Linked DNA regions of Mus musculus: regions 2, 3, 4, 5, 6 and 7 are each linked to region 1. Evidence: chromatin contacts called from public promoter capture Hi-C and targeted proximity ligation data. All regions are on one chromosome and are shown on one strand. The core of a region is the stretch at or near the end of the contact, and the rest is flanking DNA. Distances in the headings are between cores, read along the strand shown. Region 1 holds the start of Rpp30 (ribonuclease P/MRP 30 subunit). Region 2 holds the start of Fas (Fas (TNF receptor superfamily member 6)). Region 3 holds the start of Ch25h (cholesterol 25-hydroxylase). Region 4 holds the start of Lipa (lysosomal acid lipase A). Region 5 holds the start of Ifit2 (interferon-induced protein with tetratricopeptide repeats 2). Region 6 holds the start of Ifit1 (interferon-induced protein with tetratricopeptide repeats 1). Region 7 holds the start of Slc16a12 (solute carrier family 16 (monocarboxylic acid transporters), member 12).

Evidence for each region. Promoter capture Hi-C pulls out the DNA fragments that hold promoters and counts their contacts.
Region 2: a contact with region 1 is called in a promoter capture Hi-C map of liver, with 2.5 times the contacts expected there. A contact is called at or near these places in 4 of 39 promoter capture datasets (embryonic stem cells, hippocampal neurons and liver) and 1 of 130 datasets of targeted methods (astrocytes).
Region 3: a contact with region 1 is called in a targeted proximity ligation map of astrocytes, with 6 times the contacts expected there. A contact is called at or near these places in 3 of 39 promoter capture datasets (embryonic stem cells, hippocampal neurons and liver) and 1 of 130 datasets of targeted methods (astrocytes).
Region 4: a promoter capture Hi-C map of embryonic stem cells shows a contact between it and region 1, with 5 times the contacts expected there. A contact is called at or near these places in 6 of 39 promoter capture datasets (the 3T3-L1 cell line, the HPC-7 cell line, embryonic stem cells and 3 more) and 2 of 130 datasets of targeted methods (astrocytes and stem cell-derived neural progenitor cells).
Region 5: a targeted proximity ligation map of astrocytes shows a contact between it and region 1, with 5 times the contacts expected there. A contact is called at or near these places in 6 of 39 promoter capture datasets (the 3T3-L1 cell line, embryonic stem cells, hippocampal neurons and 3 more) and 1 of 130 datasets of targeted methods (astrocytes).
Region 6: a contact with region 1 is called in a promoter capture Hi-C map of 3T3-L1-derived adipocytes, with 4 times the contacts expected there. A contact is called at or near these places in 13 of 39 promoter capture datasets (the 3T3-L1 cell line, 3T3-L1-derived adipocytes, the C10 cell line and 9 more), 1 of 484 Hi-C or Micro-C datasets (the HPC-7 cell line) and 2 of 130 datasets of targeted methods (microglia and stem cell-derived neural progenitor cells).
Region 7: a promoter capture Hi-C map of embryonic stem cells shows a contact between it and region 1, with 4 times the contacts expected there. A contact is called at or near these places in 7 of 39 promoter capture datasets (the 3T3-L1 cell line, the C10 cell line, the HPC-7 cell line and 4 more) and 1 of 130 datasets of targeted methods (stem cell-derived neural progenitor cells).

What each region holds. Positions count from the first base shown.
Region 1 is chr19:36,081,583-36,085,922 of GRCm38.p6, forward strand. It overlaps Rpp30 (ribonuclease P/MRP 30 subunit), which reads left to right and starts at 2,134. Exons shown (of 11, transcript NM_019428.3): 1 at 2,134-2,236; 2 at 3,484-3,539. The coding sequence starts at 2,155.
Region 2 is chr19:34,288,217-34,292,556 of GRCm38.p6, forward strand. Fas (Fas (TNF receptor superfamily member 6)) reads left to right here and starts at 2,443. Exons shown (of 9, transcript NM_007987.2): 1 at 2,443-2,528. The coding sequence starts at 2,499.
Region 3 is chr19:34,472,897-34,477,236 of GRCm38.p6, forward strand. It overlaps Ch25h (cholesterol 25-hydroxylase), which reads right to left and starts at 2,252. Exons shown (of 1, transcript NM_009890.2): 1 at 887-2,252. The coding sequence starts at 2,230. The coding sequence ends at 1,334.
Region 4 is chr19:34,525,291-34,529,630 of GRCm38.p6, forward strand. Lipa (lysosomal acid lipase A) reads right to left here and starts at 2,184. Exons shown (of 10, transcript NM_021460.3): 1 at 2,076-2,184.
Region 5 is chr19:34,548,160-34,552,499 of GRCm38.p6, forward strand. Ifit2 (interferon-induced protein with tetratricopeptide repeats 2) reads left to right here and starts at 2,535. Exons shown (of 3, transcript NM_008332.3): 1 at 2,535-2,863.
Region 6 is chr19:34,638,856-34,643,195 of GRCm38.p6, forward strand. Ifit1 (interferon-induced protein with tetratricopeptide repeats 1) reads left to right here and starts at 2,034. Exons shown (of 2, transcript NM_008331.3): 1 at 2,034-2,132. The coding sequence starts at 2,128. It also overlaps a transcript of Ifit1bl1 not described here and a transcript of Ifit1bl2 not described here.
Region 7 is chr19:34,744,735-34,749,074 of GRCm38.p6, forward strand. It overlaps Slc16a12 (solute carrier family 16 (monocarboxylic acid transporters), member 12), which reads right to left and starts at 2,594. Exons shown (of 7, transcript NM_172838.4): 1 at 2,332-2,594.

The sequences.
Region 1 (4,340 bases), core at 884-3,383:
TTCCTTAACCTCCCTTTTTTCTTTTCCTCTTCTCTCCTCATACCATCCACAACTGTCCTCCCTACTGGCTTTTCTCAGGAGACAACACACTAGGCAGCTCCTGAGCCAAAATGCTTCAATCCACCATTATACTGCTGAAGCATTCACTAGCTCAAATGTCAAAAAGGTAGATGTTGGTTTAAAAAAAATACTTATTTGCTTTGAAAATTAACAAGATGCACACATAAGTACTTGGCAGATGCTCTGCCGCAGTGCAGTGCTCAGTGGTTTTTATCTCTTCATTTCATTTCATTTCTAATCCTTCCTTTCCTCTTCACCTAAGCTCAGTGATTTGTTCTGAAATGCAGCATCATGGTGCAGTGGGAGGGGGTGCCTTAGTGAGCCCTTTTATAGCAAGCCAGGCTTGTACCTGGCTGTTGCTAGGTAACTGTTAGGAGGAGCCTAGAAGAAATGCTAACACTCAGAACAAAGGGAATCTAAAAGGTGAAGACCACAGTAACATCACCATGACTCTTAAAGAATTATGCCCTCTGTAGTCTAACCTTAATATCAAATAACTAAAATTCTTATTTAGGTCCACTACACAATGGCTACTCGACTGACCAATCTAGATTTTGTGATCCTGTATGAAGACATCTCTCTACTACTATAAAAGTTAGAACTAGACATTCTGATGAAAGCAAGGGGTTTGTTTTGTACGGCCTTGGTCTGGTTGCAGACATTATTTTGTTGTTGTTTTGTTCTTGGAAAATATCAAGTATTGGAAACAATCATTTATGAAAATTAACCAAACATAGGTGTGGCAGTGCTCAGCTGTAATCCCAAAACCAAGGATACTGAGGCAAGATGATTGTGGATTTAAGTCCACCCTGGGCTACTAATAATACCACCTCTGCTACTGCCTCCTCCACCTCTTTCTCCTCCTTCTCTTCCTCCTCCTCTCCACCACCACCACCGCCATCATCATCATCTTTCAGAAATTTGTAGGAAATTAGTGATCATTACAGTAGTGTGGTCAGATGGAGAAGACTCCATATTCTTTGTGATTAGTACAGAAATTGAAAATGCTTCTAAACATTTCCATCACTTTGGTATAATCCCAACGGACAAGCTCATGAGAAGTGGACTTTTCTTATTTGAGAGACCAGCAGTTCAGAAGTCCTATTGAGTTGCACGAGGCTGGAGCTGCTTATTAGTAATGCGCAGAAGGGTTCGCATGCTAGGCAACTAAAGACTGAATGGAGAGGGGTAAAGGACTGGCCCTCTACATCAAGTAGATTAAAAATCGTGTTCTATGTTGTTGAATAATTGATCTGTCAATATTAAAGAGTTCATTTTTAAAAGGGTCATTTAAAAGTAGAAACATCAAATGATATGTGTATGTTTCTCATGAAAAACATTGTAAGACATGTTTTCATTTTTGCCCCTCCCAGTCAGTCCTCTGGCTAAAGGATGTGTTGGCGCTAAACCATCAGCTTTGAGAGCACTCTGCCATCTTGTGGTTGTAGTCTGTAACGGATTGTCTTAGCCCAAAGAGTTTAGATAATCTTAGCCACAGACCAAATACTTCAAAAAGGCCACTTTCAAAGAATGGAATGTACTGTGGAAATAGGAAAGAAAAATAACTTCCCATGTATCTTCATTTATTTGTTAGTTTAACTACTTTTGAGACTCTGTATTTCAGACTGGCCTGGTACTCTCGGTATAAAGAAGGTTGGCCTCAAACTCAGAGTTCTCTCTGCCTTCCCGGGTCTGGGATTAAAGGCGTGTATCACCACGCCCGGCTCCCCAGAGCTTTAAACAGGCTTCAAGACCTTAGAAATGTCTGCTTGACATCGGTATGCTCTATGGGTGCCTTTAAAATGAGTCACTTTGCATTGCTGTATGGTAGGAGCATGGGAGATTTGAGCCCCATCAGAGAGTACCAAAACATTCCCATTCAAATTATGAATAAGTAAGGCTATAGGTCCCAACACACTAACTTTGGCTGGATTCTAGGGAATAGGAAAGTCTCTGCAAGACGACCCAAGACGACTGAGAAAGAAAAACTACAAATCCCAGAAAGCTCAAGGAACAACCTAAAACTCCCAGCATGCCTGAGGGACAACACGGCGGCTGCGCAGACTGGCGCGCGGGTGCTCCTGGGATGTCAGCATGGCGGCGTTCGCAGATTTGGATTTAAGAGCGGGCTCAGACCTGAAGGCTCTGCGCGGACTCGTGGAGACTGCTGCTCACCGTGAGTCTACTGGCTTGGCTCTGTCCCCCACACCATCCAGCTTTGTTTGGTAGTTTTTTCAGGCCCCATTCCGGTCTCTCGTGTGATCTGCCTGACGTCCCTAAAGGCAGAGAATAGCTGCAGTATCACCCGGATCCCCTGGGTGAGAAACTCGGGCTCTTGACAAAGCTGTTGTTGTTTGTGTTTGCCCAGTCATTCGTGCAGAGGGAGAGAACGGAGGCCTAAGGGGTCGAGGCATTGGCATGGAGCCTGCGAGCTGATGAATGATAGGAACAGGGACTGGTCCCCTCAGCCAGTGCTTTTGGTATCAGCCCCTTTTGAGTCACACGGCATCTGTCAAATACAGAAAGCTGGGTCTCGGGCAGGAACTGCTGTGGGAGCTTAGAGAATGGGAAGGGCGTTACCTTATTTCTCTCGAGCATCTCAAGTGCCTTAAGGATGAACGTTGATCATGTGAGCTCTCACCTGGCATAGGGCCTGCCAAATAATAGATTCTCAAATCCCTTCGAGAGGAAGGAAAGTAGGGCGTTATTGGGCTGACTGGGAAGACGAAGGGCCGCTATTTTATCATTACCATGCATTATTCTTTTAATATTAATACACTATTATCCTGTCAGTATTTTAGGCAACTTAAAGACAAGAGTCGTGATTTAAATGTATTGGGGACAGGGCACTTGTCTGTTGTGATGGTAAGACAAGCCTGTAGTGTCCCTCGTCTGTTATTGTAGAGTACCTCAAAAGAGATGTGAGGGAGTCATCACTCCATTGCTCCGTAGGAAAGGGAGCAAATGTGAGGGGGATCGCAGAAGAAAGAAATGATAACAAAGGTGACAGAAAGACATAAAACTTGAGTCTTTAGCATTGTGTTAATATGAACCACAGCCTAAATATGTGCCTGGCTTCTAAATGTGGCAGCTAAATATGTGCACTCTTCTAAAATACTGGTGCTGTTTCACTTCATTTTCATGACACTTGAAAGTCCTGTCTGCTGTTAACATCATGGGACAGGTGAAGAACCTGAAACTTCACCTTAAGTCACAATAAACAGTAGGGCTCAGGATCTGCCTCCTACCCCACCCCCTTATTTTCCAGGTCTCGGAATTGAATCCAGGACTCTGTGTATGCCTAGCAAGCATCCTGACACTTAGCTACATCCCTATTGTCATGCCAGACTCTTGAATCTCTTATCAATATGATCATTGTGAACAAGAAAGTATATTTTTTAAATGATCTATTTTTCTTTTCAGTGGGATACTCAGTTGTTGCCATCAATCACATTGTTGACTTTAAGGAAAAGAAACGGGTAAAGTAGAATTTCTCATGTAACTGGTTGCTAAATACAAGTGTTTATAAATCCTTGTGTCTGTGTTGGGAATATGGATCTAGAGACAAGTGTACTAGTTAACTGTTCTTGTTGCTATGACCACATACCTGCAAAGCAACTTAAGGAAGGAGGAGTTTATTTTGCTTATCCTCTGACGGTATAGTCCATCATGGCAGTAGGAGCGTGAAGTGGCTGGTCACAGCTTCTCCTCAGTCATGAAGCAGAAAGAGACAAATGTTGGGGCTTCGCTCACCTCCTTCTTTAGTTAATTCGCTCAGGCTCCCAACCCGTGAAGTAGCACAGCTCCCGTTCAGGGTGGAAACACCATCATAGAAATAGACAGAGATGTGTTTCTGTGGTCATTCAAGGATCCTTCATCCTAAGCATGTTTCTCTTTTGCGGCAAGGTCTTATATGTCTCACTCTGGCCAAGGATGATGGCCTCCTGCCTCTGCCTTCCCAGTGCTGAGATTACAGGCTCATAGGGAAGGCCTTAGGGATTTTAGAAGGCATGTACCAACTGAGCTGTATCCTCAACCCTCAACTATATTTCTTAAAAACCCTGTGTTTCAGGGCCCCCAATGGAGGAACTAGAGAAAGTACCAAGGAGCTAAAGGGTTCTGCAACCCTATAGGTGGAACAACAATATGAACTAACCAGTACCCCCAGGGCTCGTGTCTCTAGCTGCATATGTAGCAGAAGATGGCCTAGTTGGCCATCATTGGAAAGAGAGGCCCCTTGGTCTTGCAAACTTTATATGCCTCAGTACAGGGGAACGCCA
Region 2 (4,340 bases), core at 1,193-3,692, 1.8 Mb before region 1:
CCGTAGAGCTCACATATCAGATACCCTGCATAGCAGATATTCACATTACGATTCACAACGGCAGCAAAGTTACAGTTGGGATGTAGCAACGAGATAGCATCATAGTTGAGCGTTGCCATAGCATGAACTGTATTAGAGGGTCCAGCATTAGCGAGGGTGAGTACCACTGCTCTAGAATGTTCGCACGACACTAAAGTGCTACCTACTTTTCCAAAACAAAAGTGACTTTGAGATGCATTCATTAACTAGCAGTAAAGAAGTATAAGAATTTTTTTTAACGAAAATTGGTCAGGAAATAATCCGTAACAAAAGGAGGAAGTAATAATGTCTAACACAGCAGGTGAGGGTTTTCCCTTTTACTGAAAATAGACTTCTCTTTTTGATAGATTTATATCCTGACTATGGTCCCCTAACTCTTTTCACCCCAGCTCTTTTCTACCTTCCATCCTATCCAGATATTCCCTTTCTGTCTTGCTCAAAAACAAACTGGCTTCTAAGGAATAATACAAAAAGAAACAGAACTAACACACCGCAATTGGATGAAACAAACAGAAGAAAAAGAAGCCCAAGAGCTGGCACACAAAACAGAGACAAGCTCATGTGCACACTCAGGGATCCCTTAAAAACACTAAATTTGAAGACATAAATGCATATGCAAAGGACCTGTTGCAGACCCATGCAGGCCTGCACATGCTGCCCCAGTCTCTGTGAGGTCATGTGAGCTTTGATCTTGTTGACTTGGAAGGCCTTGTTTTCTTGGTCTTGTCCATCCCCTCTGGGTCTCAGACTCTTCCTGCCTCCTCCTCTTGGGGTTCCCTGAGCACTGAGGGGAGGGATTTGATGGAGACATCTCATTTAGGGCTGAGTGTTCCAGTATCTTTCTCTCTCTGAATAATATTTGGCTGTGGATCTCCGTATTAGGAGTTATTTTATTATAATGTATGTGTTGTTTGTTTGTTTTTATAACATACATATTTGTTTTTTTCCCTAGGTCCCTGGGCTATCTAGTCTCAGGTTCTTGGGTAGCGTCAGGTTTATGTTCTATCTTGTGGAGTGGGGCTAAAGTCAAATCCAGTATTGATGGGTTGCTCCCACAAACTTTGTGCCACTATATGCACTAGCTCATCTCTCTAGCAGGACACCATCATAGATCAAAGGCTTTGGGGTAGAGGTGAGGTTTACCTTTCTCCTTTAGTAGCATGCAGAATATCTTCCAGTACCAAAGATGTTGGCATGTAGGGATGAAGGCTCTATGTAGGCACTTTCTTCTTGCTCTCAACTTCTCTATATTCAATGAGTTGTGTGGGTCTCAGTTTGTGGGGAGCAATCTATAGTCTTGGCAACAGGCTGCATTGTTTGGGGACTCCCATGCAACTCTTTTTGGCCAACGATTCAATTAGATGCAACCCCATCCAGGAAAGGAAAACTTCATTTGATGACAAGAGATGTTCACTTGTGGCTCTGTCTCCCCCCATTATTTGGCTATAGATCACCTTCATGTATGCTTATACTTTAGGAAGACTCTGCTAGGTTTCCATACCTCTCAAATGCCCTTTAATTTTAGCTGTCTCTCCCTGTATTCCCATTCATCGTCTTCCTTTCCCCTCCCCCACTTGATCTTCCCATCATAACTACCTATTTTATTCCTCTTCCTTAATAAGATCTTTCTGTCCCCTCCCCTAGTCCCTTACTCTATATCTAACCCCCGTGGTTCTAAAGATTCTGGCTTGGTCCCTGAGTTAACTGCTGTGTTATTTGTCATAGTCATTTACCTTCATTCTCCATTTGGGAAACGAAGCCAGGGACATTCCCCTCATCAGGATCCCAAAGCCTATTATCTCTACCTCTGCTGTGGTGATTGTCACTTCATGTATCATATATGAGCTCTGTGGAGGGACCTCCCTCATCAGAATCCTAGGGTGTGTACCTCCTCTGTGGTAATTACCATTCAGAGGCCCCAGAAGCCCCAGCAGACCTGTCACTGACAAAATATTGAAAGTGAAGGCAAAATGGTCTTTGTCTCCAGCAATCAGCCAAAGTCCAATTCAATACAGAGTTCAGAATTCCTTCCAGGGTGAGCAGCAGGCAGAAAAAAAAATCTCACTTGACCTGAGGGTGTGACTGTGGAAGCGCCCAGGATGGGGAATGCCCATTTATGCAATCAAGCCCTGCTTGGGCCCCCTCCTCCCCCGCCCCCCACCCCCACCCCGCTCAGGCCGCCTGTGCAGTGGTGAGTCAGTGGGTTTCCCCGGGAGACCAGCAGAACTTTCTCGCAACCCTTGGGGCTTTACGAAGATTGTGTTTGGTCCCTCAAAAGAAAAAAAGTGACATACACGTGTTCAAAGCGATTTCTGGGAAGACCTGAATAGGAGCGAAGCGGTTTGTGCGTGCCAGGGGGCGGGCCTAGGCAAAGTACATACCCACAGGCAGTCTAGAGCTGGTGGGTGGGGCCGCAGGCTGCCCACACAGGCCGCCCGCTGTTTTCCCTTGCTGCAGACATGCTGTGGATCTGGGCTGTCCTGCCTCTGGTAAGCTTTGGGACGCCTGGGATGTGGGACGCTGCATACTGGGGACCACCACATGAGATTCCAGATGTGGCTGGCATTGGGTGCCACCGGTCCAGATGTTTAGAAACGCAGGGGAGCTGCTTTCGCTCTTGGCTAAGTGCTCAGGGCTGAAGCCCAAGTCCAGCGTTTTTCTGGAAAAAGTTTGGGTCGGGGCGGGGGGCGGGGGCGACGGTCAGAGCTTGGTGCTGGCCAGCTCTTGGATCGATCGCTTTAGTATGGCTGGAGAGGGACTCTGGCTTATAGACTTGCCCAGACACTTTTCTAGTGCCACTTTAGGGCACTAGAAAAGTTCGCTCCGAGGCTCCCTGGCATTTGACACTTCTGACAGTTCGCTCAACCGGGAAGTGAGTTACTCTGGGCTGTATTTACAAGCCAAGCATTAGATCATAAAATTTCTCAAAGTAACTTTGTCTGCGAAGATTTGTTTACTCTCCTGTAACAACACGGGAAACAAAAAAAACCTTCCCTTCCGGGAATTGAGCTGTCAAATTGTGGATGGCTGAACTGGTGGATATTTTTATATTGTTTGTACTGTTTCTTCTGTTACCCTCTTTCTGCTGGCACTCTCACAGCAGATTTGTCCCAGTAACCCTAGGGCTCTGAGTCCCAGCTCCTCCTTGTCTGCTGCAGGCACAGAAGTAAGAACTCTCCAGCATTCGGTCTCTTCAGAAATGCCTGTTAATAAATGCCAGTCCGAGGGATTCGACCCTCCGAGGTTCAATCCAGTTCTGAATTTAGAAAGATTGCTTTATCAGGTCCCTAAAAATTTGCCGGGCACAAGGATCTCAAATCGGTTTTCACAGCAGTGGTAGAAGGGAGGAAGACAACCTCTCCTTACTTTTACAAGGTTAAAAGAGGTTCCGAGAGCTTAAGCATTTAACAGAGGTCACACAGCTAGCAAATGACAGTGCCGGGCTTCAGTTGAGATCTAACTCCAAGGGGCATGTACATACACACACACACACACACACACACACACACACACACACTACTGCCCCATGGTATGGTTAAGAGAAAGGTTTTTATTGTGGATATAAAAGAGAAAATGGCCAGAGGCATCTGGAAGAGCCCAGAACATAGAGAGAAAGAAGTAAACTGAACATGGCCAGCAGACTCGACCAGGGCTATCTGAGAGAGAGAGAGAGAGAGAGAGAGAGAGAGAGAGAGAGAGAGAGAGAGAGAGAGAGAGATGGAGCAGAGGCTAGAGAATAGAGAAAACCGAGCGAGAGAAGCAGGCGCCGAGGTGAGAGAACAGAGTGAGAAGAGCAGAGCAGGTTTTTAGGTTAAATGAGTCGCTAGTGGATGGGAAGCCCAGGAGCTGGAGGGAGCTTGAGTAGGGGTGGCAGTGAGCAGGACTAGGATGCTAGCATGCACTTTGAAATGTGCAACAGGCACTTGTGGTCCAAGTATGTGCTTTGATGTGCTGGTTAATAGGCACTACAGGTAGTCTCCTATGTCCCATCTGCCAGAGGTAAGGGAAATGACTTTCCAATGGATCAGAGGAGGCACATTTAGTCAAATCCTTAATACAAGCAAACCAGATAATCTGACAACATGGTGCAGAGACTGTTTGCTTGGCAGGGCATGTACAAACATGTCATCTTGAAGGGTTTTTTTTTCCTAGCGATTCTTTTCCACAACCTGATTTACTGACCTCCATCCCTACCCTAGATCCATATTGTTCTTCCCCTAGAAGGGACAGCCTGCAGGTGAGGAATATTCTGAATGGGAAGAGCCCATGGTTAGAGATAGGAGCAAGCTCTAAGAGCAAAC
Region 3 (4,340 bases), core at 1,002-3,501, 1.6 Mb before region 1:
AAAAACTCCTTAATAAGAACATTTAGGTTCATATATGCTGAGCCCACAATGCTATGCAAATCTGTAACCTTGACTTCTGACATCTTCCTTTTTAACGTTAGCCTTTGGGATCAATACTCTCAATTTATCATTAAAGTAACTAAGCTGCAGTTACATGAGACATTTGATGGCAACATCTGCCTAGCCAATAATTTCTATTACTGAGCAGCCCAGCTGTCCCTTCCTTTTGTCTTGATATTAATTTTCACCTCCTCCTTTTCATACTATTTTCATACTATCTCCTTTTGCAGAAGACAAAACGGGAAGTCTAAGACTGAAAGTTACTCTCACCCTCTGTTAAGAAGAGGCTATATGCTTGGCATGTGTGTCTTCATTAAGAAAATAAACTATAGGAAAACTCCAGGCTGCAGGGGCAGCCTTTTAAGGGTCAGTTGTGCTAGCCAAGAATAGACTCTACCTTAAAATGGAGCTTAGTTTATCAGCTTCCCTAATGCACTAACTTGGCTTATCAAGGCGTTACTCTGATTCTAAGTTACCCTACGCATAGCACTCCAACAATACAGAAGAGACTGGTCTTAATCCCCTAGAAAAGTAACCTACAGAGCAAGTTTTTCACGTGCTTCTTATGTCAAAACCAGACAAAAAGCAGTGTGAATAAGCAGTCAGCTAGCCCCTAGCCTTCTTCCCAAAGTTACTCCCTAGCCCCCCTGCCCAATACCTGACACCAAATTGCTCTTGCCATGGCAAGACTGGTAGATGCTTCAAAGAACACTGAGAAGCCACAGACACACACACACACACACACACACACACACACACACACACACACACACTTCCTTTTTAGTTTTTTTTTTAATTCATCAGGCCCACCAGGAGCTAATGCTTGTTTAGTTCATGTTCTTTTTATTTTTAAAATACAAATAAAACTTTTTTCAATATAAATATATCATTTCATTCAAAAGTAGAAAAAATATACTATAACCTTGGTCACTGCCCAGCAGGAACAAATTTGATTATTTAAAGAGTCAGAAATCAGGTCTTCTCTCAACATGTGAGGTTAGAGCCCAGTTCCAGTGCGATTTCATACATAGGAAAGTCTTGGTTCTAGAAACAAATCATTTCAGAGATCATAATGATTCAAATACACCACGCTGAATGTCTACCTTGTGTCCTGGAGTCAATGACACTGGGATAAGTTGAAATTTAACACCAAGACCACAATTAAATTCACATAGAAACATTATATAAATTACTTTGTCAGGCTGCAGAAACAACATTAGATTTTATAGCAGTGTGCATCACTTTAAAAGTTACAAACTTCTAATAAAGTAACTCAAGTCTGTTTCTTCTTCTGGATCAAGTGTACAGCGCATCGCTCTCTGGAGTTCACGCAGCGCTCACCGCAGGCGCAAAGGCTCTCTGGCAGGGGCGCGGACCGCAGAGTGCCCAGCATTTTGTCCCAGTGTGTGAAGTAAGGAGCAAAATTGCAGTTAAACTGAGAGTGATGCATGTCGTGGTGAGCCACGCCCCCGTACCAGCCAAAGGGCACAAGTCTGTGAGTGGACCACGGGAAGTCATAGCCCGAGTGGTCCTCCACCGACAGCCAGATGTTAATCACGTGAAAGGTAAAGATGGTGAGTGGGTGACACCGAAGCACCGCGACGTTCAGCACGTCGAAGAAGGTCAGCGAAAGCAGCTCCCAGAAGCTCATGTATTGGGTCGCCAGCGCGAAGGAGGACGAGTTCTGGTGATGCACCTTGTGGAAGGTGCGGTACAGCCAGGGCACCTTATGGTGCAGCAGGTGCCACGCGAAGATCTCGGTGTCGAAGAGCAGCAGGCAGATCAGGACGTGACTTAGGAGCTGGACGAGCTCAGGGGCCTCCTGGGGGAGGAGCGCCGGGCTGCGCACCCAGTGCAGCAGCGTCACCGGGAACACGAACACCAGGTGCTGGTAGAGTGTCAGCCCCAGGCAAGGCAGAAGCTGCTTTACGGAAGGCGAGAAGTCCGGGTGGATCTTGTAGCGTCGCAGGATGGGGACCCAGGGATACAGGACGTCCAGCACCACGAACGGTAGGCAGAAGCCCACGTAAGTGATGATAGAAAAGGTGACTGGGAAGATGGGTGAGCGCGTGAACGCCTCCCTTGTCCTTATGGTGTCCCAGAGGGGCTGCAGGAGCAGCTGGCTGGAACAGCCCAGGTCTTGGAGCTCCGAACCGTTGTAGCAGCCCATGCTGAGACTATGTCCCACAATTGTGGTCTCCCCAGCCCCGCCGACTTTTCTTAAGACTGTGGCCACTCCCCCCAGTGACGTCACCCTTCCGTCTCCTTCCCACCTCCCTTTCCCTGCTAAAGAATTTTGCTTAAATAACCCGAATTTTGTTCCTGTCTATGTCCTGGTTTATAGCTGCATCAAATCTCCCCTTCACGCAAGCAGCGGCCCTTAAAGCCCTTTCCCAGACGTAAAGAACTGTTTGCTTGCCTTTCAGCTGATGTACTAATGACACAGGAGAGAGCGATTCTGCCTTGGGACAGTTCACCCGCCATCACCGCTAAAAACTAATGAGTTCTTCGCTCTCAGAAGGCGCTGTTTCTCAACCAAAGCAGAATTCCCTGGGTTTTAAAATATCTGTTTTTGACTGTTTAAAGACTTATTCTACACCTTGGGGGACTCTGAGTGTGCGTACCTCACGCCACAGTGCTGGTACTGGGTCCGTTGCAGACAGGGATTGAGTCCTGTAGGAGAGGGAACCTGGCATCCTCCAAAAAAGAGCAGTCAGGCTCGCAGCCTTTTGGCGCGGACGACTCTCCCGCTCTGGTGCCCTTAAAGCCCGCGGTGTCAAGAGCAGAGATCAGATCCTGCAAGACAGCGGTCAAGAGGGCAGCACTGCCAGCCTTTGCTCTGGGTTGGAGAACGGAGGCTTAACACCCGTAAAGGCTCACTCGATTGGGCCAAACCGCAAAGGCCAGTGGAGAAGAAGATCTGAGCAATCTCATAGCCTCCCGGAACATGTCTCATCTCCCCTGCCATTTCCTTAGAGGTCCCTCAGGCTCCGACTTTTACCAACCCTCAGTTGTTCCCTACTCCTCAACTCCTGGATACCCTTTCAGACACTGGGACTGATCGTCCAGGGACTGAGCACAGGAGGTCAGTACTATATCCAAGGAGAGTGCCCTAGAGAGTGGAGCACAGAAATCAGCCCCGGGTAGCGGATACACGGCACAGAAGATCCCAGAGGAAAGCCAGGGGCCATTCTCCCAGGGTTTCCTTCTTGAATTTGTGTCTTTACAGCTGCTTTTCTCTGCTGGAAGCTAACATAGTCTTATACAAGCTTGTGTTTCTTGTGTTATTTTCCAAAGAAAACAGGGATTGTAGCTCTAGGAGCCTGCTGCCAGTCCCCCCTGGGGGGGGGGAGGGGGAGGGGATGGACTGTAACTTTTGCCTGCACAAGACTGTTACTTGTGATTCACACTCATCAAGAACTGGCTCCCACATTTGTCAGGAAGTACCCCATAACTGTGGCTTCACAGCTCTCTATCTAAGGCCTCAGCACATACCAAAGGAAATAAGGCACACAATCACTTTAACTTTGTATTTCACAGGTAACCACTAAGATATTTGGAATTAAATGCAAATAGTTAAGGTTTTTTTTAACATGAAGAAAAGATAAAAGGATATAAAAAACAAACACATATGGTAAAAATATGGTACAATAAATGGGTCCAACATATACCCAGGGTGTGTGTGTGTGTGTGTGTGTGTGTGTGTGTGTGTGTGTGTGTTATAATAAACAGGTTCATTTTATAGAGAGAAAACATACATACACAATAGGTAAGTTCATGATTCAGGCTCTTCCCATTTGGTAGATGTTCCAGAGTTATCACTGTTAGAGGAGGTGCACGCTCTTCATTCATTCTCTAGGGCCTCTAAACTGTAGCTGTGAACTGTATAGCAGCCTCAGAAAAAAATAAAAATAAAAACAATTTTATAAGACTCATTACAGCCATTATGGAAACCAGCGTGGGGTTGTCTCAAAATAAAACTAGCATATAGCCCAGCTATGCACTCCTGGCCATAAACTAAAGGACTCCACATCCTATTGATGTACAAGACTACACCAAAGAGCTAGAATGGGCATGAAAAGGGATTTGTATAGGAAACACGAAGTCACTCAAGTGGAATTTAGCTAAAGGCGTGCTTGCTGCCTTCAAAATACCCCAAAGATAGTCTGCTAACCAGACCTGCTAGAGATGAGGGACGTTTAGGATGCTGTAATATAAACGTTTACTCACTAGGACCGACCAGCCATTAGTCTCTGATTCCCATGCTAAAGGAGAAAGCT
Region 4 (4,340 bases), core at 934-3,433, 1.6 Mb before region 1:
GCATTCAAAACTGTCACTCAAGTTAATGAAAATAAAGGGAAAGAAAAGAGAAACTCTCCAACTATCATCAAAGATCACCCCCCCCCCTTGATGGCTGGAAACTACAGTGTGGCAAAAATACTTGGCTGCTAAGAGTGAGGTGGTACAAGTCTCTAACAGCACTCAGACTAAGGTCAGAATGAATGTTGGGGCTGTAATCCAAGCCTTTAAAAAATGGATGTGCTCACTTTAAAAGACAGGTGCACATATTGCTAAAGACTTGTACTTAAATTATAGCAGCTTTGAATATAACGATCAAAAGCTAGGGGAAAAGCCAACCAAATAAGTGACTAATTAGACAAATTGTATGTATGCATACTTCACCATTGAACCACCCAATATGGACAAATCTCAGAATAATTCTGTACATCAAAAAAGTCAGGGATGGGAATAAAGAGAGGAGAAGGAAGGAATTGTTCCAATGTATATAAAACTTGGAGAAAATGTAACCTAGTTTATACAGGGAGAAAACAGATTGACGTCTGGGGAGAAGAAGGGCAAGAGGGGAAATCTCCCAAGGAGCATGCAAAGGACTCTTCAGGGTGGTATGTTTGCTCCGACTTCTGAATAGATTAATTCCCTGGTATTTGTACATGTCAAAATTTAGAAATTCCTACAATGTGTCCTGCTGGTCAGTGTTGATTTCTCAATACTGTTGTTTGAAAATAATAAATAAATAAATAAATAAATAAAGACTCTCTTAAACCAAGCATTCCACATTTCATAGGAAATTGGCTCTCAGAAAATTGCAGTTTCTCCTGAAGTTATTTTTTCCAGCATTCCAGACAGAAGAGAATAATCTCTGGAGTTTGTCCTGGCCACACATGCTTTTAATTGCCAGCATAGTCTTATGTAGCACAGTCTAAGGCTACCTTTCTAACTTCAGGTCACTGTCCCAGAGGTCCTTCAATACTAGAGAACATAAAAGCAGTCTGAAAAGCAAGGGGGGGTGGGGGCGGTAGATCGATAAATAAAGGTTCCCAAGGCAACTTAAAATAAGCACTTTTCTTTTTGGTGGAAGCCGTTTTTACAGAACCTGATACAGTCTGGGAAGGGCATTCACACCGTGAGGTGATTGGGGAAGCTACTCACATGGAAAGTCACCCATTAGACTTCCTTCCAACACAGCACCGTTACTCAACGAACTTGACAAATAATTCTCACAGAAGGGGTTGTCTGATAAGGCTCTGAGCTGGGTTTAGTGCGCTAGTCTAGGTGTTTAGAACATCTTTACCACAGTACTTATGGCTTTGCAACAATCCAATTCATTATTTGTCTGCCTTCCTTTCAACTGGAGAACGGAAGTGGGGGTGGGCAGAGCTGAAGTCTGATTTAACTTTGAACCTTCAAGACTCTGACAAGTCCTGCATAAATAGTACAAATGTTGCTTTTAAAAAATGGGCAGGAACAGCTCCGCAGTTCAGAGACAGACGAAAATAAAGGTCCGGGGTAGTTTTTCAATAATTCCTAAGCTATTGGCAATGCCCAGATGTTGCAGTGCCTCCTACAGTCTGACGCTTCTCTACCAACTCAACAGTACTAACTAAGCTCATTTTCCAAGATAATGTAAACACGCCAGTCAAATACTGGAAGCAAAGGACTAGCTGATTATTCAGCAGTATCGCCGGGGTTTTTAACCAGGACCCACTCCCAAGGTTGCTGCTGGCCATGCAGTCGTGTAAGAGCTAAGAGTAAGGTCGTGGGAGAGCTAACGGGAAGAAAGGATGAAGAGGACTGAGAATCAGGCATTCTGCCTGTCCAGCAGTCCAAGAAATCTGGGCAGGGTTCCTAATCGTCGATCGCGCCTGCCCAGGAAGCGGGAGGGCGCCCAGGGAAGGACAGTCCACTTCTTGTTGATACCCACATAATCGCCGCCCCCCAAACCACCTTCAGGTACCCGACACAGAGCGTGCCCCGGGAGCAGAGCAATTGGAGGCCAGAGACCCTGGTGGGGCCTCCTCTCCCAGCCCTGGCGATCCACAGGACACCAGCTCCCGAGCCCGCTGCACGAAGCCAGCCCCAAAGCAGTCACTCACCGGGAGTGGTCCTCCAACCTCAGCCTCCAGAAGCAGTGCCCACTACAAGCAGGCGAGCTTGGCCAACCTGGTGCCTACACCTACTTGGTGGGAGGGCGGAGCCGTCACCCTGCCCAGGACTTTCACACAGCCAATCAGGGCAGTCCACCACCGGGAAGTGCCCTGGTGACTCCACCCCTCCTGGCCATCGGCCTAGCCCTGGGGAAGCGGACTCAGAGGAGCATGCGCCTTCTGTTCGCCCAAAAGATTCAGCCCAGCCCAGGCCTGCTCTAAGCCCAGCCAGAGCTTCCTCCTGCTTCAAAGCTGGTGGGCATCCTGTATACCTAGCACTTAGCAGAGCATTATAAACTTTTTCCTCTCATGACCTCCTTTTACTTCAGAAATTCTCATTCAAACTCCACTAGCTAGGTATACAAATCAAGCATTTTTTAACAATAAATTATAAAGAAATTCATTTTAAAACAATTATTTTAGTATTACATATATACATACACATATATGTATATATATATGTATATATATATGTATATTTACCATTTTCTGCAAACAAAAACAAATTGGTGTATTAGTGAGACAGATGTGCTTACTTTTACAAAATACTGCTGCACATTCAGCAACATAAAACGGTTCTCAGAATTGGTTCCTACTTTGTTGTTGGAGGTGTAGCCGATGAGACCAGTACAGCCCATAAATACATAGCACAGAATGTCTGAAGTATTTTTAGAGACATTGCAAAAATTGCTCAAGTTTTGTCCTATCTCAAGTCAAACTTCAGTTTATGACTTTTTATGAAACTCGGTCAAGGAAACCAAACAATAACTTTTAAAAATCAAACATTGTAACACAATGGAATCCAAAGGAATGCTACTTTTATACTTACATGCTGAGGAAAGACAGTGGGAAAAATATTAAAAGCCTTGGCTTTCTATAACTTAACTGTTATCTTTCTATAACAGCAGAAAACTTTTTACATGCAGTACAAACACTGCACCTCGTAACCATCATTAATGTGAACAAGGCTATCTCAGGCAGGCAGTCTGTGGTACTTGCTGCCACACAGGGGACAAGTGCACACGTTGCATGTACAGAACCTAGACAGCAGTGATGTGCATCACACAGGCAAATATGGCCTGAAACACGTCACAGTCTGATATGTTTGATTTTGAATCCACTTTTGGTAATTACACATCCAGGCACCTTTTAGGGTTACCAACATTTTTTGTGACACCCCCATGTGAGGTTGTAACCTATAGTTTAGAGGGCTAGGCCGTAAAACACATGAACTTTATAAATAAAAACAAATGAGCACCCTGAAGTGCCAGGGATGACTGTGGCTAGCAAAGCCCAGCCACAATCTGCGCATCCTCCACATTGTGATGCTAAGTCCTCTCCATAGGCTCTCAATCCAAGACCTCTGCATCTCCATTTCACACAGATAGAATCTGAGTTTAGAAAGGTTGTTTTGCCTTAAGGCACTGAGGTAGAACTCACCCAAAATGCAATCCAGGTAAAACTACATTCACATCATATTCTGTGAAAATGAGCAAATAGACCATACTGCCAAGAAATTCCTCCACCCAGATGAGGAAAATCATACCCAGCCACTTCTGGCTTTAGACCATTGTAATATATAATGTCATGTGAGTAACTCAGATGCTATAAGAGAAAGCTGCTGGCTGGTGGTGTGATAGTGGCGAATATACTTAAGTTACACCTTTTTGGGGGGGGGTCCTGGGGACAGACATCAAGGCTTCACATATGCTAAGTGTCATAATTAGCTTCAGTTGTAAATTTGGCATATCTCTGAAAATGAAACCTCAACTGAGAAAATGCAACCACTTATTGGCCTGAGGAAAAAAGTTTTAATTCCTAATTGATGGAGGAGAGACTAGCCCACTGTGAGCAGCACCCTAGGCAGGTGGACCTGGCATATATAAAAATATTAACTGAACAAGTCAGAGGATACAAGTCAGTAGTTTCCAGTCCTGCCTCTGGGTTCCTTTCTTGTGCTCTGCCCTGAATTTCTTTGATGACAAACTGGAATCCCTAAATTGAAATAAACCTTTTCATTCCCAATTTGGTTTTGTCAGTATTTTATAATAACAACAGAAAAGAAAACAAAGCAAGTATTAGACCAAAGAGTGGCGATGCCCTTTTCTGAAAAGAGTCTTGCCTTCAGAGAGACTGAACTTTTGTCAGACCTTGAAACCAAGTTGGCAATCTGCCTTGAGAGCATTCTACCTGCTTGGATCGAACCTGCCTTAA
Region 5 (4,340 bases), core at 1,285-3,784, 1.5 Mb before region 1:
GAGGGCGCCAGAGTCCCTGGAAGTGAAGCCACCTTGTGGGAACTGAGAATTGAAAGCAGCTCCTCAGGAAGAGCCACCCTAGCTCCTAACCACTGAGCTACATACCCTGGCCTCATCTTTTACTTCTTGGCCTCTAGTTATGCATCTGATTGACCTTGTTCCAAGGCTGGTCATTCTCACTCTCGTGTGCTTTTATTTTTGTCTTGACTTTGGATTTTTTTTCTTCTTGCTTTATATATTGCTATATATTCTCTACTGAGTAAATTTATTTTAATTAAAAAGGATTATACAGGGCGACATAAGGCGATTTTCATGAACGAATCACTGTACTTTGAACATATTCTCCCCATATTTCACTGCCCTCAGTTTCATTTAGACTTTCCTCTGACCTATCTTCTTATGTTATTACTTCTGCTCTCATTAGCCTTATATCCCTACTAGTTCCCGCCCCTCTTGACTCAGTGAGAGTCTTCTTAGATCACTCACGTTAAACTATCTCCCTATGAGTCACACAGTCTAGCAAGGAAAAAGCTTTTTTGCTTTTTTTGTTTTGTTTTGTTTTTGTTTTTGTTTGTTTGTTTGCTTTTGTTTTTCGAGACAGGGTTTCTCTGTGTAGCCCTGGCTGTCCTGGCACTCACTTTGTAGACCAGGCTGGCCTCGAACTCAGAAATCTGCCTTCCTCTGCCTCCCGAGTGCTGGGATTAAAGGCGTGTGCCACCAAGCCCGGCTGGGAAAAGCTTTTTAAGAACCCTTGACAAGAAGCTGAATCTCTCCCCACAGTACGGTGATTACATTCCTCTCTTAAAACCATAAAGAATGGCTTGGGGGTCAGAGTGGGACAATAAATACAATTGTACTTATAAGACGAGCAGCATTGTGTTTGCCTGCCAGGAAAGGGGTCCTGTAGAAATATCCTACAAAGAAATGACGGTCCTGGTCCTTCGAGTCAACGCTGCGCTCTTTGAGAAGGTTCTCCAAAGCCCGCACAAATTTCATACCAACAGGAGGAATCCCTTCTGTTCAAATTGATTGATGATCTCTCCCACAAGCTCCCGCTGGAGCCCACCAGGCCTGATGGTAATGAAGGTACACTCACCGTTGGTCATGTGTGCTGTGGTCTGGGAGGGACTGAATGTTGTGAAGACAGTCTCGGTGATGCTAACAGAGACCAACCCCACTCACTCTAAGCCTGTGACCATCCGAGGAGACTTTTGCATCCAAGTTGGTAAGAATGGTTCTGTAGAGAGCCCAGCTTGTGGTTTCAGCCCAAGGAGCTGGTGGACTTCAAGAGTTGTGCACAGGACTGGATCTATGAGTGACAGGAAGGCCCCTGCTTTGCCACCTTCTGACCCCTGTTCCCACAGGCAGGGGACCAGCAACTCTAGATATTTCTGGATCTTCCTTTGGCCTTTAGGGATCCTCTGGGAGCTGTGACTCCCTGTGTAGTGTTAAGTACCACTATTAGATTAAAATGTCTCATCGCCTGTGAAGAGAAGGAGGAGGAGAGGGAGGGGGAGGGGGAGGGGGAGGGGGGGGGACTCAATTTAGAAGAGAAACTAAATTGACAAGACCGAAGTGTTTAACCACCAGGCAACAGGGAGGGGTATGATGGATCCTTAGAATGACAGTTCACTGCTAAAACTCTTCCTTTCCCCATCCCCTATCTCCTTTCAGTCCTAGGGACAGAAGCCAGTGTCATGGGCAAGAGCTCTGTCACTGAGCTACATCCTAGCCTTGGAACCTCACTTTCTTTTAAAGGACTTTGAATGTCATTATCTTTCATTCTATCCATCTATCTGGATCTATATCTATCTATCTATCTATCTATCTATCATCCATCCATCCATTTATCAAGGGTGCCACACGGAGGTCAGAGGACCACTTGCAGGAGTCGATTTTTACTTTCCCTGGGATTAAAATCCCATCCCAGCTCAGATCCTAGGGCTTAAAGTCAAGTGATATAAGCCCCTGAAGTCATCTCCCCTAAGCCAGTTGAGTCTCAATTTCAATTTAAATCCAGGAATTCAATTCAGGATCATGTCCCTCACTAAGATGGACTATTAGGAAACTGGAAATGAGTGAACCATCCTCTAAGAATCAACTAGGTATTATCTCTGCTGTCCAGAATATTACAGTCTGCGAATTAATCCGCTTCAGTTAGCAACATCAGTAAACATTAAAAATAGGAAAGGACAGAAAAGGATCCTGTCTGGTCTTGCATTGTGCAAGGAGAATTCTATGCTAGAGCTGGGCTGGAGCACCAAGACCCAGAGGCTGGAAAATTCATGGGAGCTTCCTGGAAGAATGGATAAAACCGTCTCTCTCCCAATTCCGGAAGTATTTCTGCTGCAAACTCTCAAATTTAGCATCTAGGGATAATAAAGCTAAAAGCGGCGGAGAAGGGCACCCTCTGGCGACAATAGCAGGACACAGTGGGAGGAAGCAGCGCTAAGATGGAGTACCACCCCAAAACAAAGCTCCCTGGGAGCTGTAGTCGAGCCAGGTTGCCTGGGTGAGTGCAGTTTCCCGCCCTTAGTGATGTGGGGACCCAGCGAGATGGAGCTCACTTTAGGAAACAGCGGGGAGTCCCCCAAAGGACTAAGGTATTCCAGCCACACCCGACTAACGCTGCAAATATGTAGGAAAGAGAGTGAAGCAAGATATTTTTAATGAGTAGCCCTGTCTAGTAGTAGATCCCTCAAAGCACCAAGTGTGGGTAGGGGTTACATCCGGCACCCGGCAGTCAGGAGTCATTGGCCACGCACCCTTCGCCAGCGTCCATTCTGCCGAAAAGCAAGTTCTGGCCTTCTGCAGTTAATGCTTTTTTACCCATCAGCAAGATGCACCAAGATGAGACTTAGAGGTAGGTGGTCGTCGCTCTTAAATGTGGGTGGACGCAACTTTTGTTTTCCTGGGCTGTCCACTAGGGGCGCGTGGTGGACTCTGGGTCCTAAGCTATATATCTAGTCACTCTTTTATCCAGAACCCACCCTCAGCTCACTCAAAGGCTTTCAAAAACAGCTTTTTTTTTTTTTTACTTCCGGTTGTTTATTTGAGAAGGAATGCACCAGAAATTACAGAAACCTTTTTAATGTCCCACAACCTCTCAACTCTGTAAGTCTATTAACATGTTATTGTGTAATGGTCTCTCCCCCTCCCCAACCTCCCTGTGTTCCTCAGGTTTGGTGTTTTAAAATGACAGCTGATGTAGGAATTCCTCTCTGTGGAGATAGAGTGGACACAATGAATTTCTTTCTTCCCCCCCCTCCCCCTCCCTCGCCCTCTCCCTGCCCCCCTTCTCTCTCTCTCTCTCTCTCTCTCTCTCTCTCTCTCTCTCTCTTCTTTCTTTCTTTCTTTCTTTCTTTCTTTCTTTCTTTCTTCCTTCCTTCCTTCCTTCCTTCCTTCCTTCCTTCCTTCTTTCTTTCTTTCTTTCTTTCTTTCTTTCTTTCTTTCTTTCTTTCTTCTTTCTAAAATATTTTCTGGATTTAAATGTTGGTAAAGGAAGAAGAGAGGTAAACGTTAGAAGTAGGGACTGGGAATCTCAAATTAGGGTGCAGTTCAGAGATGAAGAAGGCACAATGAGGTATTTGTGTCCTCATGAGGAAAGTATTTGGGAGTGCTGAAAGCAAGCAGTGTAAATAGCATCAGGACAGCAACTGCTCAGGAGGCCATGCGCCTGAATCACACTTATACTTCAGTAAAATGTTAACAAAGACTCCGAGACAACAGAAGGAAAAATTAGAACACGTTGGCACCCTGAGAAGTGTGCTATTCAAAAGAGTAAGGCAGTGGCTGAAAAGACCATGCAGGAGGAGATAGGACCATCAAGATACTCTGAGCATGAAAAATACACAGGGTCATAGAACAAGGGTTAACAAACTGCCACCCGGAGGCCAGCTTGCTATTTGCTTCTATAAATGAAGTTTTATTGGATCAGGTGCTCTCTTACGCTGCAACAGCAGACTGGACTAGTTGCTCACAAAGCCAGAGAAAATATTTATTATTTGGCCCTTAACAGGGTCCAGAACATCATGATGGCCATGGTTCAAATTCCTGGGATGCTTGAAACATGAGGGCTAGTAACTACTCGTGACTGCTAAAGCAGGGACACACATGGTTGTTTGCTTTGCCGCTGTTTAAAAGAGTTCAGTAGTTTTCCTTTGAGATGTACTTTAATTTAACAATGAAAACGGTTCTAAAGTAAAGGGCTGTCTCTGGTCTTGCATTCTTCTAGAAGAATATCTGTATACTTGCTGCTGTCAGTTGCTTGTGCTAGAGAACATGGTAAACTCAGTTTTTAATGCTCAGAAGAAAATGATAAATATATGAGGATATCACCA
Region 6 (4,340 bases), core at 784-3,283, 1.4 Mb before region 1:
CATGCAGGGGCTGGACCTAGGCCCCATACACATTTGTAGCAGATGTGCCACATGATCTTCATGTGGGTCCCCTAAAAGTTGGAGCGAGGGCTGTCTCTACCTTTGTTACTCCCTTTCAGTCTCTTTTTGCTAGCTGGGCTGCCTTGTCTGGCCTCTGTGGGAGAGGAAGCTCTGAGTCCTGCTGCAACTTGATGGGCTGGGGGTGGGGGTGGGTGGTAGTACCCATGGGACATAGGGGCCTTCCCTTGTCAGAGGAGACAGGGAAGAAGGAATAGCCATGGAGGGTGTGATGGTGGAACTGGGCAGCAGTCAGAATGTAAAACAAACAAACAAGCAAACAAACAAACAAAAAGAAAGAAAAAATGAAAAACAAAAGAGAAAAAGGCAATTTTGAGTTAAGAGCCTTATTAACACAATCCTTTCAACCCTGTCCATTTTTAAGTGTTTTAATATTATATTTCAGTGAAGTGTGTAGCCGGTATGTGTATGGGTGAGTGTGTATGTGTGTAACTGTGTTTTTGTTAGTGTGTCTGTGGGGGTGGTGTTATGACATTCGTGTGAAGTCATGTTAGAACACTCTAGATTTAGTTCTTCTCTGCCAGCACGGAGTCAGGGGACTGAACCCAGGAGTCAGGCTTGATAGCAAACACTTTAACTCTCTAACATATACCTAGTTATCTGACTGACACATAACTCTAGGTTCTCTAAAATTAAACTTTACTGGAGAAAGTGACCAGAGGGCCAACTCCTGTCTTGGTGTCAGCTGATGGGGGGGGGGGGTTAGGGCTGTACCTACCTGGTCAAAGATAACTCTCAGGAGAGGCTAGCACTATATCAAGGAGATGGGATTAGATGTTTAACTTCTTTCAATATTTTTAATATATGGAGGTGAGAAGGATGAGCTGAATTTGAGGACCTAGACATCAAAGGTCAGGATAAGGAACTAGACAGCAATAAAGGCTGAGATTACAGGTTAACCAAGACAACAGACTAAAGTATTTGACCTCAACCTGAAACAGTGTGAGCCCCACTGTCTGTAGTTCCCTAGATTGCTATTAGCCCTTAAAATGGTATTTATTTTACGTGTATGAACACACTGTAGTTGTCTTCAGACACACCAGAAGAGGGCATTTAATCCTATTACAGATACTTGTGAGCCACCATGTGGTTGCTGGGAACTGAACTCAAGACCTCTAGAAGAGCAGTGAGTGCTCTTAACCACTGACCCATCTAGTAGCCTTGCTATTAGTGGGATAGCATCAAGGCTCTGAATAACCATCACCCTTTAGGGATTCCATGTTTGGTTCTTGTTAACATGACTATGATTGGTGGAAAGAACCCTTTAGAGTCACCTCAGGAGAAGTTAACACAAAGCATGGCTCTACAGCTCTCTGGGCAATGGGAAACTGTCCTGGTTTATAAAGACTGTATTCCTAAGGCTTCGGATAGGCTGGGAAGCTATGGACCAGTCAATGCAGGTGAATAATGACATCTGTGGAAGATGCTAAGGATAGACACACAACAAACCAGCTAGTATCTTCTTCCACTTCCACAATGCATGAGAACTCACTCTTCCAGTCCCAAACTTTCCCTTTGCCATCCTAAGACCCCCTAGTGCCACATGGGAAAGTCTCACTTCCAAGGAGGAACTGCAGACCTTCAGTTGCTTGGAAGAAAGAACAACACTGCTTCTGAAGATGCCAGTCTGCTTTCCATTTTATCTGTATCACCTCCATCAGCCCCTACCTAACAGATAAGAGTCTCTGGGTGGCAGGGATGTCTCACTCTCTCTCTCTGGACAGCAGTCTGGATCCGACATGTCTGTATCCGTTTCAGAGCCTTCTCCTCATCGATTTCAGTGGAGAATGCAGTAGGGCAAACCCCACAGTGCCCCACAGTGCGTCTCCCTGGATAAACTGCAGGCTTCAGTTTCACTTTCCAGTCTCAGTTTCAGTTTCTCACTGCTGACTGAAAAGAGCACACCCCCTAGCTCACCCAGCCCTTTAAAAAAAACCTGAGCTTCCAGTTGGTGTGACAGTCTGCAAGAGAGCAGAGAGTCAAGGCAGGTTTCTGAGGAGTTCTGCTCTGCTGAAAACCCAGAGAACAGCTACCACCTTTACAGCAACCATGGGGTAAGGATTTCCCTGTTCTCCACTCTGAGGGAACCCAGGACACAGACGTTTGCTAGTGGCTGTTTCTGAGTGTGCCTCTAGCTTCTCTTTCTACTGCTGATGGGGAACAAGGATGCTAATTGTCCTGAGGGTCCAGGGAGTTTGCTTAATGCCCCCACTAAGCTGTGTGCCTGGTGCTGGATGTGTGACTGGAAGCTTGTTTTGATTTTTAAGGCTGTCTCACAGCATGTAGTAGGACGTACCTGGGAGAGAATTTAGTGCATGCTCGGCTCACAAACAAAGATGATTACCAAACAGGCCCTCTGGAATGGAATAAAGGACCACCAGTGCCCACTTGGTGCTCCAAAAGTGAGCAGCAGGTTAGAGTATGCTCCTTCTGATCTTCTGAGGACATAGTCCTTAGAATGTTCCAGCATGTCCTCAGAATCTTCCAGCCTATCCCTCAATGGACCTCTTGAAATGCTGTTCAAGCTTTCTGTTCCAGGCGCATTCATTCCCATCCCTGGCTGGCTAAACAAATAGCCAGGGCAACACCTCTCTCTCTCTCTCTCTCTCTCCCTCCCTCCCTCTCTCCCTCCCTCCCTCCCCGCGCCCCCCCCCCCCCCAGGATTAAGAAACAAAAATGTGTCAATTCTATTCTCTCTGACAAGAGGTATTAAAACCTTTTGGCCAAGAAACTAAATATATATGAATAAATATATATGAATATATGTTATATAAAGCCATGTCAGGAAGTTTGATAAGGTAGAGCAAGTAGAGACCCAGAGACTCGGTGGGCACACAACTGAGGCTTAGGGTATGGTGGGTAAAAGTTCTATACCTGAGTCAAGGGCCCCACACATCACCAGGAAGATAATGTGATTGATACAGTACCACCAACCAGTGGTTCCAGATTTAATAGATGGTGCATGGGGCACTACATCACACCCTGAGCCTGAGTATGGAGATATGGAACATCTGTGTTTTGCAACTGTTCAGAGGAATAGAGCATATAACTAACAAGAAAAAAGGCTCTCCTGCCTACCTCTGAGACCTAGGGAATCAGGTCACCTCTGATCCCTTGAGCCTGTGGGCCCCCTACTCCTATTGCCCTTCTGAAGTCAATTGGTCCAGAAGGTAAGAAGAAGTTTGGTAAGGTAGAGCAGATGCTATGCATAGGTGCATGTACCTCCACCTCAAGACAGAGAGCCCAGAAGGATCCTTGTGAGCCTCCCAGTCAAGGCAGACCTTCCTGGGCTACTGCTGTCCAGTTTTCAGAGTCCTCTGAGCTGTCCTGACAAAATCTTTATTTCCCATAAGGTGCAGGTACAATCTCTAATTCCAACTGTGGGATGCTGTAGCCAGGGAAAGCAAAGTAAAGCCAGATTGAATCTGATGCCCCTGGGTCAGGATTAATCTATTCCTACAGAAGCTTGTCCAGCATCTTAAAGTGCTCTGGAAAAGAAGGAGTAACTATGAATTTGGTTATGAGAGAGAGAGTGAGAGAGAGAGAGACAGACACAGACACAGACACAGACACAGAAATAGGGAAAGACAGATGATGGGGTCTCTGAGAATGCTGTGGCCAACAGAGCAATGGTCTCTATGAAGTAAGAAGGAAATCTGGTTGAATATAATTTAGCCAATGTCGGTTCAAACTTCTAGAATCTAACCTGGCACTGTTTGTTGTAAATATATTTCAGCACAATAAAATATAGCAAAATGTTTCCTGGTGTAATACAATCCTCTGTGTACACGGAGGTATCATGAGGTATAATTACACTGAAACTCAATTCAAAGTACATGTGACTTCTCTCAAGAGGATTAATTCCAGAGATAGGCTTCATACGTTAGCTGAAGGGCCCAGGGAAAAATCTGGTATGGTGTAAGTCATACAGATAGTACGGAGGTCATTTGGACTATTACCATTTCCATCCCTGGTTGTGTGAGCTTGGGGGAGCCTCGGACCATACAAATAAAGCAAAGGTTACCTATGCTATTAGCCATCTCTGGTCCTGCTGTATGAGGTTAATGTGTTCTGGCTCTACAGAGAACACAAAATACAAGGTTATTAGTGTTTATCTGTTTATCTGTTTATAGGAGGCAAGGACCTATGTGCTCCCAACTGACAGTCAGAGAGAGAAGATAAAACAGAGAGGGAGGGACACACACACACACACACAGAAAGAGAGAGAGAGAGACAGACAGACAGACAGACAGATATACATA
Region 7 (4,340 bases), core at 1,344-3,843, 1.3 Mb before region 1:
TAGATCATTTCGATAAGTCACTATTAACAACTACAGACATGCCTGAGCTTGCAAACTGTGCTTTTTGAAGAAAATGCAGCTGAGAGAATGTTAAATCTGGAATGTCTGTAATTCAAAGAGAAAAATTACCATGGTGACAGGTTTACCAATAAGGCACATGACGGTGTAGCCCAAGTCAGTTCATGAACATCAAAGCAACTGTGAGAGTTGTTCGTTTCCCATGATTATAAGTTCAGCAAGTTGACCGGATCTGAAGACAGAACATTCACATTTGTTTCCCTGCTTAACGTAAAACTGAAATTCTCTTCCACCTGGCTAACAGAATTCCAGGGAAGTTTTCGATTAATGAACTTCAAGTTGAGCTCTTCAGAGCCAAAGTCCTTCATTTTGTTCACTGACACCTACCCAATTCTCAAAACAGCACTGAGCATACAGTGGGCACTCAATAAATACCTATTACATCGAATTAAGTTGAAGAAGCATGCAATATGCTGCAGTGGTATTAGCTAAATCAGCCTACAGTTTTAAAATCTAAGCCGTGACTTCTGTTCCAGATCACCGAGTTACTCATGACGAACCTCCGGACCACGCTTCTTGCAACAGCTCAGCATTGCAAATCACTCAGATCATGTCTTCATTACTAGCCATTTATCACCAGAAGAAGCACAGAATCTGGACTCCAGAGCCACTAGAGGAACCTTATTCCAACTTATCCTTGCTTTTCCTGGGAGTTTATTTGGGAAGTATCCACATATTCATCTTCATATGGGAAGAATTTTAAACATTGCCTAAACATGAGGCTCCTTCTTCGCTTCCTTCCTGCTTTCTCTCCATGTGTGCCTTCTTTTCTTCCTGTCATCCTTTCTTCCCTCCATTTTTTTTTTTTTTTTTTTGAGATAGAGTCTTCCTATGTAGCCTTCACTAGCCTGACAGTCACTATGTAGCTCAGGCTGATCTTGAACTCCCAAGAGTCCTCTGCCTCCCGTCTCTGATGTGCTGGAATTACAGCCATGTACCATCATCCCAGGTTTAAAGTGTTCTTAACTTTTAACACTTACACAACAAAGGCAGTTTGACTGAATCGACCTCTCATCTAGTTCAGAACTCTCTCAGGTTAAAAGCAGATGAGTAATTACAAGGATGAGAAAATTATATGCTTGGGCCGGTCTAGTCATATGGTGCCGGGGTTGTTGTTAAAATGCATAGAGGCAAAATACCCTAAACACTGACCAGGACGACAGGGAGAAAGCCTGGATTTCAATATTGGTCCCAACTACACTTAAAGATATAAGTTTTAACAAACCTTGCAGACATGGCTCTGAGCTTCCCAAGCTATTCAACTGAAGGGTTTGAATCTAATAGATTCTCTAAAACTCATTTCAATTCTAAGATCCTGTAAGTAATACGTGATTGTGTCCAGTCTCTCAGTATCCAAAGCTCACACTTTCTACAGTCATAAGCCAGGCATCACGGGTGGCTAGCACACCATTAGCTGTAGTTTAGTGTGACTTGGGGGTGGGGGTGGGGGTGGGGGGGAGAAATTACACAGCCAGCAGCTGCAGATTTCAACAGCTAGTGAGCTCAAATACCCGTAGCCACAGGGTCTTCCTGAACTTGGCAAGCCCGAAGATTTTTTTCCTTCTGGGCTAGGTTTAGCAGAGACGCTGGAATGCCCACATAGCTCTCAGCAAAGCTGGGAAGAACAGCGGCCAGACAAAATGCAAGCGAGTGGCCCAGAACACTGAATCACCAGTTTGCACCAAACATACAGGGCTGGCTGCTTTAGGGTAAGGAGCGACTGGAGAAATTAAGTTTAATTCATTCCAAACGGGAAGGCCGGTGTGCTCTAAAGAGATCACCTAAGGATAATAAACGGTTGGTGGGTAGGAGAGGGTTAAAAAGCAAGAACACCGGACAACCCAGGGGGAAAGGCGGTCTGTCTTGCCTGGGAAATGCGCATCTGGAAATCACAGGACACAGATCAAAGCCACTCTCTGCAGCCACCTGCCTGGAAACCCAGCCAGACACTCCAGAACACAGGACAAGTGGGCACGTGCTTCCATTCTAAACCCAACAAGTGGCCAGACTTAGGATCTAGACACAGCTGAGCTCCGGGATAGATGTAGAATGGAGCGCCTGCGTCCTTCCCGAGGTCTAGGTCCAGCTCTGCTGCCCTATCTCGATTCCTAGCCACCTGTTTCTACGGAGTTGGGAAACCTTAAGGACAGAAGCAAAGCTTTCCGCACCGGGACAGCGCCGATTCCGGCGTGCGCTCCGCTGTCCTCTGTCCGGTCTCCGCCCGCCCACATCCCGGGACCCACGGGTGCTCACCTCGCGGGGACAGCTGCAACGCTGGCGACGGCGAGCCCACATGTCCCCTTCGCGGCGGCCCCTTCCCACGGCTCTGGAGTCCGGTCCCGGCTGAGGGGCGGAGGAGCGCACAGGGCGGAGGCGCCGTAGGGGCCGGGGCCCGCAGGCAGCGCCCGCCGGACACTGTCACTAGGGAGATCCCACCGCCCCGCCCCGGAGAAGCAAAGCTCTCAGTCACCGCAGCCCCGAGGGTGACTCTGCCCTGCCGGCGGACGGGCTTTGTCCCCGGATCCGCTCTGCGCTGGGGGCTTGACCACGGGTGAGGGGCGCGGGGAGGAGGGGCGCCTCCAGGTTATGTAATGCTTAGGCCCGCGAGTCGTGAGCCAGCTCACTGGGGACTGCAGGGCTCTCTCTGTAACAGTCTTGTGTAGCTGGGACCTACACTAAAGAAGGCTGGGTGTTCTCAAAAAGATATGTCCCTGCATGGTCAAAGAGTAGAAGCTGTACAAAGTCTCCTGCACGTGCATCTTGCAAGGACCGGGACCCTGGTCAGACCATTACACAGATCAGTCAGTCCTAAAGACTTGAGTTCAACTCGCCCCACAAAGCCCCATGACTTTGGGCAGTCAACTTAACTCTGAGTCTCAGTTTCTCTATAAAATAAAAGAACATTTGCTTCTCTCTCTTGCTGAGAGGAGAAAATGGGTTCATTAACAGGTTCATTAACAGGCTCATTAACAGTGTGTGTGTTTGGGGCTGGGGGGGGGGGGGTAAATGGTGTTTGCCCCGCCCTCCAGGAGGCACTGTGTGCTGCAGGTTCCAGGCTAGCCATCCCCTCAGGTATCCTTTTAGGCAAAAGCAAAGTCTCTGAACTGACGAGGTCAGACTCAAGCTCATAGAAGTTATCGCAATTCAGAATGGTCCTTCAGACGGACGCAAGCTAGGAACTGGTTAGAAATGCCAACCTCTAAATGTCTTCTTTTCAACAAAAGTCCTGGCTGATTATGACGAACGGCAAAGTTAGAAAAGAAATTAAGCTTTCAGGAAAAATTGAGAGGAACGGGAACCCACTGGTCAATAGTAGGCAATATTGTACTTTGGATTTGTTGTTGTTGGGCACGAAGGTTGTGTGTTTGAAGAACATGTGATACCATGTGGTCCTGAAAGATCCTGACAGAATGTAAAAGGACACAGAAGCCCTGGAATTGGCAAGATAGATGTCAGTGTTAGCAGAACTAGCTTCACTGATTTAGAAAAATAGAGGTGCACAATGCTCTGGCCACTCCTTGAACCTGTGTGTCTGCCAATGTTTTGACTGTTCATTGAACCCAAGTGTGTGCCCACTGATGAAGCCCATTGCCAGGTGTTTGTGATATTGCTTGCTGAGAAAGAGTCAGAAAATCTCCCCAGCAACCACAGCCCGGCCAATCCTGAGTTGCTACACCTGCACCAGACTCTTTCCTTGTACCCCTCCCATACCCATTTCTTGAGAATAGACATTGTTTAGATCTGGAAATCCCCTACTCCCCCCCCCCTTCTCCTTTCTCCCCTGAGGGCCTATAAAAACTGGGACCTCTTTCCCCTCGGGGTCCACTCCTCTACCCCTGCGTGGGATATGAGTCGTCCCCAGAGTTCTGGCTTTCCCCAATAAAGCCTCATGTGGTTTGCATCAAGCTTGGTCTATTGTGAGTTCTTGGGTGTCCGCTATTGTCCTGAGGCCTGAGCGAGGGGCTCCTCTCGGAGTCTTTCAGTCCAGGCTTGCCTTCAACTCCCAGTCCTTCCAAGGTCAGTGCCCTGGTGCTGGCATTCTAAAAACAATCGAGTAGAGTGAGGGAGCGAGTGCTCCACCCTAGACTTTTAAACAGATGTTTCTGAAGCTCTGGGTTCCATCCCCAGCACTGCACAAACAAAATTCCTGCCTAGCTAAGGCCCTTCTCATCTTGCAGGCTTCTCTGTAAGTTTGTTTCCCTCTCTGTTGACCTTCCTACACACTAAGTCTAAATCTGAATTTAAGGACTATTTTCACTTAG